Linked DNA regions of Sus scrofa: region 2 is linked to region 1. Evidence: chromatin contacts called from public Hi-C data. All regions are on one chromosome and are shown on one strand. The core of a region is the stretch at or near the end of the contact, and the rest is flanking DNA. Distances in the headings are between cores, read along the strand shown.

What was found. Hi-C and Micro-C count contacts between places; a contact is called where the count stands out from the background.
Region 2: a Hi-C map of epiblast stem cells shows a contact between it and region 1, with 2.1 times the contacts expected there. The contact joins two enhancer-like sites. A contact is called at or near these places in 4 of 47 Hi-C or Micro-C datasets (brain, embryonic fibroblasts, epiblast stem cells and 1 more) and 1 of 2 datasets of contacts at active chromatin or transcription factors (skeletal muscle).

Annotation. Positions count from the first base shown.
Region 1 is chr17:59,342,732-59,349,997 of Sscrofa11.1, reverse strand. The region is part of intron 3 of ZNF831 (zinc finger protein 831); the gene reads right to left. Among named protein-coding and RNA genes, the nearest start is that of ZNF831, 34 kb to the right of the region's middle. Within about 2 kb of position 2,732, at least 20 of the 83 cell types and tissues checked have an H3K27ac peak or open chromatin away from gene starts, as enhancers often do. A contact at or near this core is called in epiblast stem cells, where this site is marked.
Region 2 is chr17:59,507,366-59,514,631 of Sscrofa11.1, reverse strand. All of the region lies in intron 2 of LOC110257416 (a long non-coding RNA gene), which reads right to left. Among named protein-coding and RNA genes, the nearest start is that of EDN3, 85 kb to the right of the region's middle. Within about 2 kb of position 4,246, at least 15 of the 83 cell types and tissues checked have an H3K27ac peak or open chromatin away from gene starts, as enhancers often do. A contact at or near this core is called in epiblast stem cells, where this site is marked.

The DNA of each region.
Region 1 (7,266 bases), core at 1,483-3,982:
ACCACCAAACATGGAGACACACTCACAGCTCCGGGGAAAGGCGCCTGCCTCTTCTAGAAAGGGGCCCTTCCGACAGACAGTGATTAATCTAGTTTCCCATTCTTCTCTGCAAAATAATAGAGAAATCATCATTTTCTCCCTTATCTAACTACACAGATGACTGCTTCGTGACTCCTCAAATTTATTGAGTGGCAAAGCTGGAAGCAAAGAAGAAACATGCCCTCCGTCCTCAGCAGCACTGACAGCCTCAAGCTGTCAGAACCAAAGCAGGTCTTTCTAAGCCAGCTGTGGAAAATCCGAGGCGAGCTGGGGTAAGGTAAACAAAAGCAAACCCAACCAAAAAGAACCTCTTCCTCTTTGAGGAAACTTCCAGACTCAGCCAGGCTAAATGGATTGTCTTAGCTTAGATGCAGAATGACTTACAAGCCACTAAGAGATGGTCCCCCTTTTCTCGATTTGAAAAACATGCATTGATTCTTACTTTAAAAAACAGTGTGCATGCATTGAATCTATAATGAGATGTGACTTAAATGAACCCAAATTAATTGAAATTAAACACAATGAAACCCAACCTAGAATTTTCAAAGTAAAACAGATAGAGGTGAACGTGAAAGTAAAAAATGAAGAGCGTCCCCGCCTCCAACTTAGCAACAGGCAGGATCTGCTCTGCAGAATGAAAAGAGAAAGAAAAAAGAGTCCAGACCCAGGAAGCAGTTTTTAAAAGGAAAATAATTGCTTTCATATTAAAACATACAAAACCAATTTCTTTTGAACCACTAATGTGTGGATTTTTAAAAATCAATAACATATTCTACTTAATCCATTTGAACAAAGATAAATGGGAATGCATGCCTTTGGTTCTCAGAAGTCTCCTCTCTCAAGGCTTTTCGGAATCACTGTGGCACGTAATTTCTGTTGCTGTTTTCTCTACGACACTTGGAGAAGCTTTAAAGTCTCAACGTTTTAGGCGACCATGAGGCTCAGGGAAACCGGCTTGATGTGCCCTTCAAGGCACAGTGTCAAAGCCCAGCAGATGCTCAGGAAGTGCCCTTGGAGGGCACAGAGGGCGGAGCGAAGGAGGCCGCCTGGCCCAGGGCTGGGCCACCTGCAAAGAGCAGCCGGACCTTCAGAGCAGCAAGGAGATGGCAGTGAATCAGGAGGGGACCAGCCAGAGGGGTGCCCCCTGCCTCCGGGCCCAGGAACACACCAGAAGCCAGCCCGACAGAGTACATTGCCAAACCAAAGAGAGAAGCCAAGATGGGGTTCAAAGCACTGAGGTTGAAAGGCATCTGGGCAGGTGAAAAACACAGGCTTGACAGGGGAGGGGCGAGTGGGAGCTCCAGGGACAAGGAGGGACATCCCTCCCCCCTCCCCCCACAAGACTGTCCACGTGCCATACTGGCTTCTGAAGGACTCAAAGTGGGTCCCCTCCCACAGTCTGCCCAGGGAAGAGGGGTCATTTCCCCCAAATCCATTGGCCCCAAAGAAATGTGACCACACTGGTTTCAGCCTTTGGCTCAAGCGCAGGGGGATGTGGGGGTGGTAGATGACGGTGCGGGTGGCAGATGACAGTGGGGGTGGCAGCCAGCCCCCTCCTCCATCGTCCCTCCTCTCCCTCGCCCCCTGGCAGCCCACAAAGCAAAGCGCTCCAAGTACCCATCCAGGAGCTCAGACCAGTGTGTGAGTATGTGCTTGGTTTTTTAAAACGTCAATTCATTACCATCATGTAAAAATCGGGAGGTTTAACTTAATGGAAAATTCTGGGTCTCTGGCTCCTCTATAGACCTAAATTAACAGTAATGAGCTGGCATGCTCACCGTGAAATATTGAAATTGTATGTGTAAGTGACATCTCAACAGCCTTACAAAACGCACGCTGTCCTTTACGGGCACCACGTTACAGAGGGGGAAACTGAGGTGGGGGGCACCTGGGCCTCCAACCCCCACCCCAGGTGCTGCCCCGCGGGTGCCCCTGCTGGGCGGCTACGGCTCCGGCTCCCTCCTCCCCAGCGTCTCTAGTTTAGAACACCGGCTTTTTAACCCTTTTACGTGTGCTCCTTCAAAACAAGGCCCTTTCCGAAGGTGCACCGGTGTGTTTCCAAGTTGGGGGGGATAGAAACAGCTCCCACCCTGGGCACAGAAAGATTTAAAAGTCCTGTTCGGTATGCGAAGACCCGGCAGCCTGGGTTTTGGGGCAGAATCTCGGATTCTGCATCATATGCCTGGGGAAAGCCCGGGAAAGGGTGGGCAGCCCCGGACCCGTTTCGTCCTTGATTTTTCACCCGCATCTCAACACCCGTCTCTTTTTTCCCCCTCTCCTGCCCTCCTTTCTCCGCTGGGGCTTCTGCCTCTTGGTATTCGTTTTTATTCTTGCACATCTGGGCGGCATTTATAGGAGAGCAACGAAACGACATGTAGAAAGCCAGGGTCGCCTGCGTGCTGAGACGGGGGCGAGAGCCGCTTCCTCAGCGGGGGTCCAGCCTATTTCAAAAGGCGCTGGGGTCTCTATCGAAACCCTCCTCTCCCTTCCTCGGGCTGCAAGCAGACTCGGGCACGGTAGAATCAGCCACCCGAACTCCAAAGAACAGAAAATAAATTCGTGCCAAGGGGTCCCCTGGTATCAGAGCAGACTCCCCCCAAGTCATAGCTTCCCCCTCCAAGTGGAGCGAGGTCCTGTCCACACCGGACACACACCTGGGCAAGGTCACGGCCGCCCCAGACAGAGTCCCCAAAGCTGGGTTTTTGCCGGACTCGGAGGGAGCCGAGCCGCCTGCTCCTCGCAGACAGGCGCTAGGGGGCGCCGTTGAAGCTTGGAAGACGATTTCCCATCAAATAAAAAGTCATGCTTCGTTTTTTTTTTCTTTTTTTCTTTTTTTTTCTTTCTGGGTAATAAATTCACAGGGCTTGTTTTTTAACCCCCACCAGAGGTTAGAATAGTTTCATTAAAAAAGTTTTGGTAAATTCATGGGCAACTTTTGAGGTTATGCGAGGTTGTTGTCAAAAAAAAAAAAAAAAGAGAGAAAGAGAAAAACAGCCTTTCTCTCTGCTCCTGTAAGACTCAGAATCACGGGGCGTGAGGGCGGACAGGAGGGGGGCTTGGGGCTCCTGTATTTTTCCAGAAGCGTCCACTCAGAGATGGGGCTCCCAAGGGTCTCTGACGCCAATCAGCGGGGGGTGGGGGCGGCAGAGGCCCCCGAGGCAGGAGCCCCACCGCATCCTGTGCCAGCTCGGCTGCTGCAAAGCCCGCAGCCCGCTGTCCATCAAAGGCTGCGTTCTCGATTTTTCCATCGCTCTCACCTACAGTCTGCGCGGGCGCTGGTCACGGCTTTTGCCCTCATCTCTTCCTGGCTGGAAGTCAGGAACAAAGCCAAAAAGTTTCAGCCCCTGAGTAGGGGTTAAAAAAGAATAAGAACTTTATCGGATTAATAAGACAAGAGGAGGCAGAAGAAAAACAGCGCGGTTAAGGGAGGGGGCGTCGCACATTAACTATGATTCAGAGACTCAAATGCACTGAGTTCATTTTTCAATCTGCCTTTAGCTAAGGGGGAAAAAAAAGGAAATTATAGAAAATTGAGAAACAAACATCTCCGAGAGTGCTTTGCACCCGGGGGTGCTTAATGAACACTTAATAATTTCAAACGCGAGTACTTAGAAAAATGGCTTTTGTCCATTCCCGGCATGCCAGGTGCCTCGTAGCAAAGAGGGAGAGCTGAAAATGACGGAAAATGATCCCTAATGTCTATGTGGAGGGGGGCACGAAAATTACTTTTTCGTGTCTCTGGAAGTTAGGGAAATAAACAAGCCAAAATTGAAAGAGTTTTAGCAAAAGAAAAAACCTTGGAATTGAACTTGCATTTCCTTTCCTCCAGGTCTGAACTTGGGCAAGACTCCTAATTAGGATGGAGAGAATGGCCACAACATCCCCTCCTGACCCCACGGGGCCATACTGAAAATTAGATGAAGAAAAACATTTGGAGGAAGCTCTCCAAATGCTCCAGCAGGAAGCAGTGCTTGTTGCTGGAGCAGTTTCTCCCCACTCCCTGCCAGCACCCAACGTGGGGTAAAGGCCGCAGCAAATGCATTTGTTTAGAGGGAGGCAGCAGCCCTAAGAGCTCCTGGTTGCCAGGGAGGCCAGAGAGGAGATGGGGCTGGAGCCTGGAGGATTATTCAAATCCCTTTGTCTTCTCTATCCCCGGGGGGCCATCTCACCCCAGCAGGAAGGGCACCATCTGTATCCATGCACATAAATTCATGTGCCCCCAAGAATCCTCCCAATACCACCCAGCTCCCCATCTGAATTTCACTGTTCCTGACTCACTCCTTTGACTTGCAGATGTCTCCTCCAGACCTCAGTGGAACTTTAGCCCACCATCCCCTCCCCCAGACCCCCCATCAGCAGGACGACCACCACATCTACAAAATCCTATTGAGGTGACACAGCATCTTTCCAACTCACTGGCTTATGCAGCTTGAGTGTTTCCCCCGGCCCCTGGGCAAACAAGGGGGCTCTTCCTAGACTGGCTGCACAGGGTTTTCAAGGACCAGGCTAAGTGAGTCGGTGTAGGTGAATGTTTCTGATGCCTGTGGACTCAGAAACGGCCCCATTTTACAGATGAGGGTCAGAGGGAAAGAAGGAATGACCTTGCCCAAGGAGGTAGTAAGAAGTCAGGACTCAAAGGAGTTCTTCCGACTCCAAACCCAAAGTGGCCTTCCCCGCGTCCCTTCTGGCCTAAGGGAGGCCCGGAGGCGAGCCTGCTTGGCTTTCCAAGGTCTGCTGTAGGAGGAGCTGGACAGGGTGAGGGATCCGGCCTAAGAAGTTACCGGTAAAAGTACCAATAATAAAAACAGAACTGCGCTGTCAAATTCTAGCTCAGTGTTGAAACCCAGCCTCCTTGGGTCTATTCAAAGGGAGATTAGGAAAGACTTAGGCAAGTGTTAAAGGCGCGTTATCATCAAAACAAGACATCCTTGCTGATGTAATCAAGAGGTTTAAAAGGGAATTGAGAATGACTTTCTCATTAGGATTTCTCAATAGATTTTATTTTAATTAATTAATTGATTTTTTGGCTGTGCCTGCAGCACGCAGAAGCTCCCCAGCCAGGGACTGAACCTGAGCCACAGCAGTGGCAATGCCAGATCCTTAACCTGCTGAGCCACCAGGGAACTTCTATGTATTTTAACATTGGTCTGTATATCACTTAAGTTTATTTCCCTTGTAGGCTCACCTGTAGACACCATTCTGCCTCTAATGCCTTCGTTAGAATCACCCCTCAAGGCCCACCTGTCTCCAAAACCAAGAGACCTTTCCCTCCCAAAGACCAGGTCACAGGTGGTGAGAGAGGACAGACTCAACAGGGTGGACCCTGGCCCCTTCCTCATTTTGTCTGCCAAGTGTAGGCCTGTTGAAGTCATCACTGCTCTTGCTTCATCCCCTGATTCCATGTGTCTACCAGCCCTTTGACATAGAAAGTTCTAGAACAAGACTCCTTTTGTGGGTTCTGCTGAGAAGGGGCTCTCCCAAAGCAAAGGGGAAGACGCTTTCAGAAAGTCCTTCCAAAGCAGAACAGTCTCCATTTTGCAGGTCTGCAGTTTGCAAGTATTATGCCTCTTTTATTCAAACTTTTGAACATGATACAATTTATCTTTCAACTATCTTTCGGATTTCAAAATCTCATGAAAGGATGGCCGCCTACCTTCCTAGCCTCCCACCTCCCCAGGGGAACCAGCCCTCAGCACGCTGGCCATTTTTGCCCTCCCACCTTCTGTTGGCGTGGCAATCAGAATTAAGGACCTGTCGCTCGTTTCTGCAGGAATCTATTAGCAATTGCCAAGGGAGACACTTAGCATTTTAGATAAATAAGTAAATAGTAGTTAAGTGCTGTGCGCCTCCGTTTCCAGCAGTTTCGGGCGGGCGGCAAAAAATTCTTCAGGATCCAAGGAGAGAAAGGGATGAGAGAGTGACGCCTGGGGGGTCTCCACAACCCCCCACCCCACCCCCGCGCGGGCCGGATAGAGGGGGCCGTCGTGGGAGGGGCCTCGGAAGCACGGCCCCCTCCTGTTCTGTTCCTGTTTCTCTAGCCCAGGCTCCCTGCCCCGCTCCAGCCGGCCTTGTCAGGATCCCTCATTTGGAAGCTTAATCATATCAGCGAGCTTACCGCATTGCATGTGTAATGACTTGTTTACCAGTCTGTGCCGGCTCCCTCTGCCAGACTGGGCTCTCCCTAAGGACAAGGGCCGTGTCGTGTTCTTGTTTGCCTCTCTTCCTGCTCCCACACACTGCCTGGCACAGAACGGGCCTCGCTAATTGCATGTGAACTCTCATCTATTCACACACAGGTGCTGAATTCCATTAACCCACGACGAGGAAGAGGCGGTGTGGACATCTGTGCCACCCACCTGCCCGGCCCCTCTTCTATTGGGAAACTGTCTCCCCTCTACTCTTAAGGGCAACAGCAAAGGTGACCGCAACCCAACCCCCCACACAAGGACAGGTGCATGACCCAGACCTGGCCACTCAAATCCCCAGTGACTGGTTCTGGAGAGACACCTGCCCTGAGCAGGCCAACCAGATTCAGTCTGGGGACTTGGGTTGCAAAGAGGAGTCAAGCATAGACAGGCAGGGTAGGTCCCAGAGGGGCTGGTGGTGATGACCCAGAAGAGGAGCCAAGAGGTGGAGAGAAACTGAGTCCCAGTGACGTCCTCAGTACCTCTGGATCCAGCCAAGCCTGAAGCCCTTGTCTCTGTCGCATGAGATAATGAGTTTTTTGTTTGTTTTTTGTCTAGGCCAATTTAAATAGAGTCTCTTTTCCTCACAACCCAAAGAGTCCTTTCTGATACAAGCACACAGAGTTTAAAATTCTACCTCCGGTAGCAACATTTCAGAAGAAGATAAGCAGGGTGTCTGTTTGGGGACAATAAAAGCTTGTGATGAGAAACACTGCTATCATACTGGCAGCCGCAGCTCTGTGAGCCTTGTCATCTCATTCTGGGAGTCTGGACTGTGGCCCCAAATCCCACATTAAACCAGAAAGGGCTGAGAAATTCATCTCTCTGGCTTCTGTTTATAATGAGAGATGAAGACTCTCCCAGCCTTTGACTAAAGTCTCACATATTACTGTTTGCTCTCTGGAGCTCCCGGGCGGCCTGAGCTTTCTGGGAGGTAGCTGAGTAACGCTTAGGGCTCAGCAGCCTGCAAATCAATTAATCTCCTCTGCAAATTGCTACCCAAGTCTAATGAATTGGCGAGGCACAGAGGAAGTTCTGCGTG
Region 2 (7,266 bases), core at 2,997-5,496, 160 kb before region 1:
AAGGAGGAAGGGCTTCAGAGGAAAAGAGAAGGAAAAGCAAAAACAGGGGAGCAAAGGAGAAATTGTTTCCCACTGTCTCCATAACCAGATTATGAGTGTTGCCTGGAAATCCAGGGCCCCCCCTAAGGACACGGCCAAGTCTCACTACGCTCTGTAACCTAGGCATGTAGCAGAGCACCCCGTAGACAGCAAGTGCTCAATAATTGTGTGAACACTGGCCAAGAGACAAAAAGAATCTGACTGTCAGAGTTCCCATCAGGCTCAGCGGAAATGAATCTGATGAGCATCCATGAGAATGCAGGTTCGATCCCTGGCCTGGCTCAGTGGGTTAAGGATCTGGCATTGCCGTGAGCTGTGGTGTAGGTCATAGATGTGGTTCAGATCTGGCGTTGCTGTGGCTGTGGTGTAGACTGGCAGCCCCAGCTCTGATTCGACCCCTAGCCTGGGAACCTCCATATGCCACGGGTGCGGCCCTAAAAAGCAAAAAAAAAGAATCTGAGTCTTATGGAGAGTCCTCCCTCATTTGTGGCTTAAATGGACTCAATGTGATTCATGTCAACTCTGTTCTCTTTTCCTTTTTTTTCTTTCTTTTCCTTCTTTCTTTCTCATCTTGGAGAGAAGATACTCAGGTTTTTTCCAGGCATTCTTGGATTGCGGCCACCAGGGGGCACCATACCTCCAGGGAACTCTCCCATCCAGGTGAGGCTCTGAGAGCTAAAGCAAGACCAGGGTTCAGGTGTAGCTTTCCAACTGGACGTCCTGGTTTGGGATGCAGTAAGATGAGCGGATTGGCCAGTGCCCTGGGAAGCCCTTTCGGCAGCTCTCTCCATTGACAGAAGGCGTGGATGAGAGGGAAGGCTTCGTCTACTCACACAACAGGAGGAAAAAGAGCCCTCTGGGTTTACAGGAAGGCCCAGAGAGGATGATTTGCATGGTGGCCTGGGGGGGTCCTCTTTGATGAGCCTGTCTCCTCACCTGAGAGGCAAAGGGTTTGGCATCCAGACCTTCCCTCTCTGGGCCTCAAACTGGGCTGAGGTCACATGGCTCGTGAGAGGAAGAGACAAGACTCGAGTGTAAGGTCTTGGCTTCCCAAGCCGCTATTTTCTCTATACTTTGGGGAGTTCTCGCTTACGGGTTCCGACCCCTGCATTGTACTGGTGGACTTTCCAGAGGCCCCAGTGTGGATTTCTCAAAGATCCTCAGAGACCCTGGAAGACCTTCATGGCCCAGAGCATGCCTTGCCTCCAAACCCACCTTCAGGCATTAGTAACCCCAAACCCACCTCTCCTTCACTGGTCACAGTGCAATTGGGATGAAAAGGAGAATCTCATTTCTTGGGGTTCCCATGGATTCATGGCGGAGTGCTGAAACACGTGCTGCTATTGTAACTAAAGGGTGAAGGGTGAACATCGCTTCATTTCCAGCCGAAGAATGCTGCAGACGAGGGTCCCCAACTAGGCTGCATACACTGGGGGAGGCGTCTTCACAAGGAGGTTGGTGCCTTCCAACATTCTACTCCTACTGCCGTTTCAGCAAATCTACCAAGTCTCCTCTTGGAGAGTTTCTGCAAAGTCCAACCTGGGTTTAAAGCAGGTCTCATTTGAAAATTATTATGGAACTGGAACTTCTAAAAATAAACATTGTAGGATTTATGGCAAGTTGAAACAGTTTCCTCCTTGAAAGTGACTCTCCAGGGTAACCGAGTGAGAACAACTGTCCTGGGCCATCCAGAGAAGCTTGGGGGTGGCCCTTGGTTCATCACAATCATTCTTTCTTGCGAGGGCTGAAGTCCAGAACTTTGCAAACTATGCATCTGTATCAATGATGATTACAGAAGACATTTCAGATTGTTTTAAACGTCATGAGTCAGGCAGTTGAAATATTTTATTTCCAAGTCCGAGCCAGCAGTCGATACTGTGGGTCCAGCCCCTCTTCCCTCAGATGCATCATGAGAAAGTTGAAGATCATGAAGCCGACATGGAAGAACACTGGGAAAATCACAGCAGTGCCCCGAGGAAATGGTTTCTCAGGAGTTACCCAGCCCTTGGAGAAGCAGCAAGAGAGGCTCTGAAGGAAAGCCTCAGAGCAAGCGTTTCAGAGAGCCAACCCCACTAAGGGGAAGACAGCAGAAGGGAGAAGCTGACTGGGCAAACCGTTGGCCATCTGGTCATCCATGGCTAGACCAAATTATGCAATCATTCATTCAACAAATATATATTACGGCATGCACTATTCTAGGCAGCGTGGATACAGCTGTCAACAGAGCAGGTATCTCAGGAGCCACTCAGAAAAGTTGCTGTGGGTAAGACCTCGCAAGGGATGGGAGGTAGGGAAAAGCAAATGACTAGCCCCCTCCTCAAGGAAGCTCCTTATTTAGGTAGACAGCCAGACAGAAAACCAGGAGAAACTCAACAGCATCAACCACATAGGTTATCCAAAGCATCAGCAGAGAATTAGGCCTAAAGAGGTAAAGACCTTCCTGACAATAGGAGGTGGGATTCCAGCCAAACCTCACAGCTTTGCACTGTATCTCAGCCTAAGTGTCCAAACACAGATTAACATCAGCCGTTGCACATTCTGTTGTCTTTACCTCCCACATTTCTCCCCCTCCACCACCCCAGGTTCCTGCCTGGACCTCGGCTAATGTGTTCCAACTCACTCCCTGTGTCCACGCTTGCTCCCCAGCCCTCACCTCTCCACGCAGCCCCCGGGGGTCTTCATAGCCACTAATCAGCTTCTGTCATTTCCTGTTTGAAACCCACTGGCCTCTTCCAAACTGAGACGGAAATCCCAACCCTTCACCCTGTGTTCTCACCTCGCACAGGTGAGTCCAGCCAGCGTCCCTGACCTCAGCTCCTCATCCTCACCACAGGGCCTTTGCACAAGCCATTCTCTCTACCCAGAACACCGTTACAGCTATTCTGCACACGGCCGGCACCTTCTTATTGTTCACAGAAGCCTTCTCTGACCCCTGCCTTTAAGGATGCCCCCCCCCATCACTCTCTATCCTCTTTGGCTTCATCCATAGGCTCTGTCCTCTGCATCTGCAATTTTTATCTTGTTTACTTACGAATGTACTTGGTTGTCCTTGCCCCCACTAGAATGTACGCTCTTGGAGAAAACAAGGACTTGCCTGTTCACACCAAATCCCCAGCAGCTGGCATAGCTCCTCAAAGACAGCAGGACCTCTGTAAACAACTATCAAAGACGTGATGTTCTCTTTAATCCCCTTAAGCGGGCAGGTTTTGAAGGAGAAGTAGGATAAGACATACGGAAGGGCTGGTGAGCTGTACAAACACGCGTGGCTGGTGTGGAGATAAAGATGCTGTTGTGAGTCTAACCAGCTGTGGGATGAGGCCTGAGGAAGAGGGTGCCTCTGCTCCCAGATGTGACTGAGAAGCCCTGGGGGACCCCTCCCAGTGTGGGGCCCTTAGTGACCCCACGGGGAGCTCATCAGGATGACATCTTTCACATTCTGTCTACACTGCTGAGCTAATCCTTGTTGATAGGTGGCAAGGGGATTGTTAGGCAAGATGACCCTTGGCCTAGAACTTCTTGACTGGGACCCAGGAGCACAGCTCCTTACCTTCCTGCCCCCAGCACAGCCCAGGTTCCCCAGGAGCCTCCCCACCTGAATGACACAGAGGGATCCATCCCACAACCACTCTTGGGGTGGCCGCTGATCCTGGGGCTCCTGTCCCCCACCTGGGAGCCCCCGCGGGAGGAACCGCCATGTCCTGGGAGCCCACCTGCTGCCAGGCACGGTCCTCTGCCTCAGGCCCCTGTGACCCTCCCAGCAACGCCCCCAGAGCTGCGCCGTTTCCGGTTGGGGAAACTGAGGCTCAGAAAAGCCAAGCTGGGTCTTGCCGGAGTCCCTCAAGTCAACACGTGAAAGGGCTGAGAGTTGACCTGGTCCAGGATCTCATCCTGTCGGTGTTCCCTCTAGGGACATGGCGTGGATCAGCCACCTGGAACCTTGTATTAATTTGTTTATTTGGGGAAGGGGGCTGTTGCAGGGACAAATGCATTAAATCATGAGTACAGAGCAACACCCAAAGTCCATAAATTTGAAAAGAGACTGCAAAGAAGCGCTCCTGCCTGGGAGTCCCAAGTTAGGGCCTTGAGGACAACGCAACACTGGTGGAAGCTTCTAGAAGGAACTGAACCTCTGAGAAAACGTTGCGCAGAGAGGCACAGGGCTGCCGCCTGCAGTTCCGCCAGCGGCCGCGTGGGCGCGCTGTTGTGCAGCGAGTGAGCGCTGTGCGTGGGGGGAGGCGGCATCGGGACTGTTCGGTTCCGGAGCTCAGAGGGTGGGCAGGGGGCGACCGCCAGTTCCTTCCCTTTCCTGGAGCCCACGGCCCCCACTCTGGTCATGGGGCAAGGGCCTGCTTGTGGCATCGCCCCCCCACCCACGAATGCCCGGCGTCCTCCTGACCAAACCCTGATGAGATGGGGTCCGGGAGGCAGACCCTGGGGAGAGGGGCTGGAGGGGACGGCTGGGGACTCGCCGGGGACCGGCTTGCTCGGGCAGGCCGAGAGCTCCACGCCTGCGGCGTCCTAATTGCGGGCCAGTCTCTTCGGGACACCTGTCACGGGCTGGGAACGGTGACACGCAGGGGAAGTGGGCTTGTTGGGGGGCGGGGGTCCCAGGTCCCCTCTGAGCAGGGGCGGGGGGGCAGGGAGGTGTCACGGGGCACAGCGATGCCCGGCTGTGACGCCTAGAACACTGATGGTGCAGAGGGGGACAGAACTGCCCATCCCCAGGGCCGCAGGTGGAAAGGGGGCTTCGGGAGGGGCGGAGGGGGCGCGGGGGGGGGGGGCGGTGAGGACGCTGAGGGAAAGTGTTGACGCCTGCTGGTGCCAAGGTCACCTGTATCTGGTGGGTCATGGTGCTGGGTGAACCTCAAGGACTTTGGGCCTGGACAGTGACACAGCAAGCTTTTCAGCCTGCAGAGAGGGTGTGTGTGTGTGTGTGTGTGTGTGGCAGAGAGACATGGCCTAACTCAAAAGAGAGAAAAACAGGCACACTCTTCCAGCTGAGGGACAGTGGGTGAGAGAGGCCGGTGCCCCTTGCTCCAGGGGGACAGAGGCTGAGGTTTTCAGCCCCCCCTGGGGGTTAAAGGAGGGAGACGTTTGCAAGGGGTCCCGAGCAGTAAACCATGATTTTTCTACCAGAGGGAGAGAGATGGGTTTTCCTCCCAGAGAAACAGCACAAGCACAGGCGTGCACACGTGTACACACACACACACACACACGCACACGTGTGAGCAGGACAGAGCCCCCGCCGCTCCGGCAGCGGAGAGCCCCCCTGGAGGGGGTGTGTTTCCTGCCCCTCTGAGCTCTGTGTGTCTCTGCTCCCTGGCAGAGGAACGGGCCGGGAGGGGATGGGTGGGGCGTGCCCTCTGTGTGTGCCCACACACACATCCACGGAGATTTCTGCAAACCAGAGGTCGGGATGCTTCTCAGGGAGGGCAGCTGAGCCAGGGCCGCAGGCCCATCTTTGTGCCTCAGTGTGTGTGAGAGACAGTGACAGAGAGACAGACAGAGATAGAGTCAGAGACAGAGACAGAGAGACAGAGATAGAGTCAGAGACAGAGAGACAGAGTCAGAGACAGAGAGACACAGAGAGAGATACAGAGAGAGGCAGAGACAGAGAGAGAGCTCCAGACAGACAGAGACAGAGACACAGACAGGACTTTTTTTCTTCAACTATTTGTGAAAACAGCCCATGTATCATCCCTGCCAGGAGACAGATCCACGCAGAGACACACTTGCTGTTTGAACCACACACACGTGGACACATGCCGTTTCCGTGTTCTCTTTCCCTCTCATCTGAGCTTTCTTGGGGAGAGTGATTTTTGCAGGTTGATGAAAAGCTTTAGAGGGAGACTTTTCTGAGAGGGAAAAAGAGCATTTTCTGCCTGGAGATACACACGGTTCTGTGAGCTGAGAATTGGCATTTCAGGTGGTGCATACGTAGAAAACGAAGACCATCTGCCTCCGTGCGTGTGTGTGTGTGCGTGTGTGTGTCTGCCGCTGACATCAGGTTTTGCCACACATGGAAAAACATGCATTGTTTTTGCCTGCAGGAAGAAGCAGTCTAAAAAACAGGTGTTTTTTTTTTTTTTCTCCTACACACACACAGTTTTCTGAGGACGTGTGTTTTATCTGGTGTGGTCTCGATGGGGGGGGTGTATTTCTGCCCAATGATTTTTAAAAAGTGACTTTTCTGAGTGGAAATAGAGAATTTTATTTTTATTTTTATTTTTTTGCCTGGAGACAAGCACACATATAATTTTCTGTGAGTTGTTTGTCTGCTCGTTTTCCAGGTGATGCAAACACAAAGAAGAGCCACGGTGTGTGTGTCTGTGTGTCTGTGTGTTGGGAGTTTTTCTTTCTGGAAAAAGGACATTTTTTTTCTGCTTGCAGGGAGTCGGCTCAGCACAGAGAGATTTTTCTACTTATAACCACACTCACGCGCACACGGCTCTCTTCTTGCTGTGTGTGTGTGTGTGTGTGTGTGTGTGTGTGTGTGTGTGTGTGTGTGATTTCTGCCTGGTGGCAGATCTTTAGAGGGAGAATTTTTGAGAGGCAAAAACAATACCTTCTGCTGAGAATGAGGTTTCTAAGAGCCAGTGATTATAACATGCTGGTGTTTCAGGTGGTCCATCCCATTAGTGAGAAAAGGAGAGCTCTCCTATGTGTGTGTACATGTGTGTGCATGCATGTGTGTGTGTGAGAGAGAGAGACAGAGAGGGAGAGAGAAAGAGACAGAGTTTTTCTGTCTGGAAAAGGCTGCATATTTGGGGTTTGCAAGAAGCCAGACCACAAACAGTGACTTTGCACACGCACGCACTCACGCACACATGCACATGCAATTCTCAGACACGGAGAGGGAGTGAGAGTGGGCGTTTTCTCCAGGTGCTCTTCCCTTGGGGGGCATTTGTCCCCCGGGACAGAGTCTGGGGAGAAAAGCCTTCTCAGGGGGAGACGCCATTCTGTCTGCAGACAGATCTTTGTGGGCTGAGAATGAGAAGGAAAGAGGGTTGATTTTTCACATGGTGCACACTTAGTGGGGGGCATGCCTCTGCCTGAGTGTGGGTGTGCAGAGAGGGCGGTGGGGGGGGTGGAAACACACAATGTTCCTCCTGCTACAAGTCCGTGCGTGTGTGTGTGTGTGTGTGTGTGTGTGTGTGTGTGTTTAGACAACATCCTGGGAAGATCAGGCTTTTCTGGGGCGGCAGAGTGAGGCCTTGCAGCCGAGTG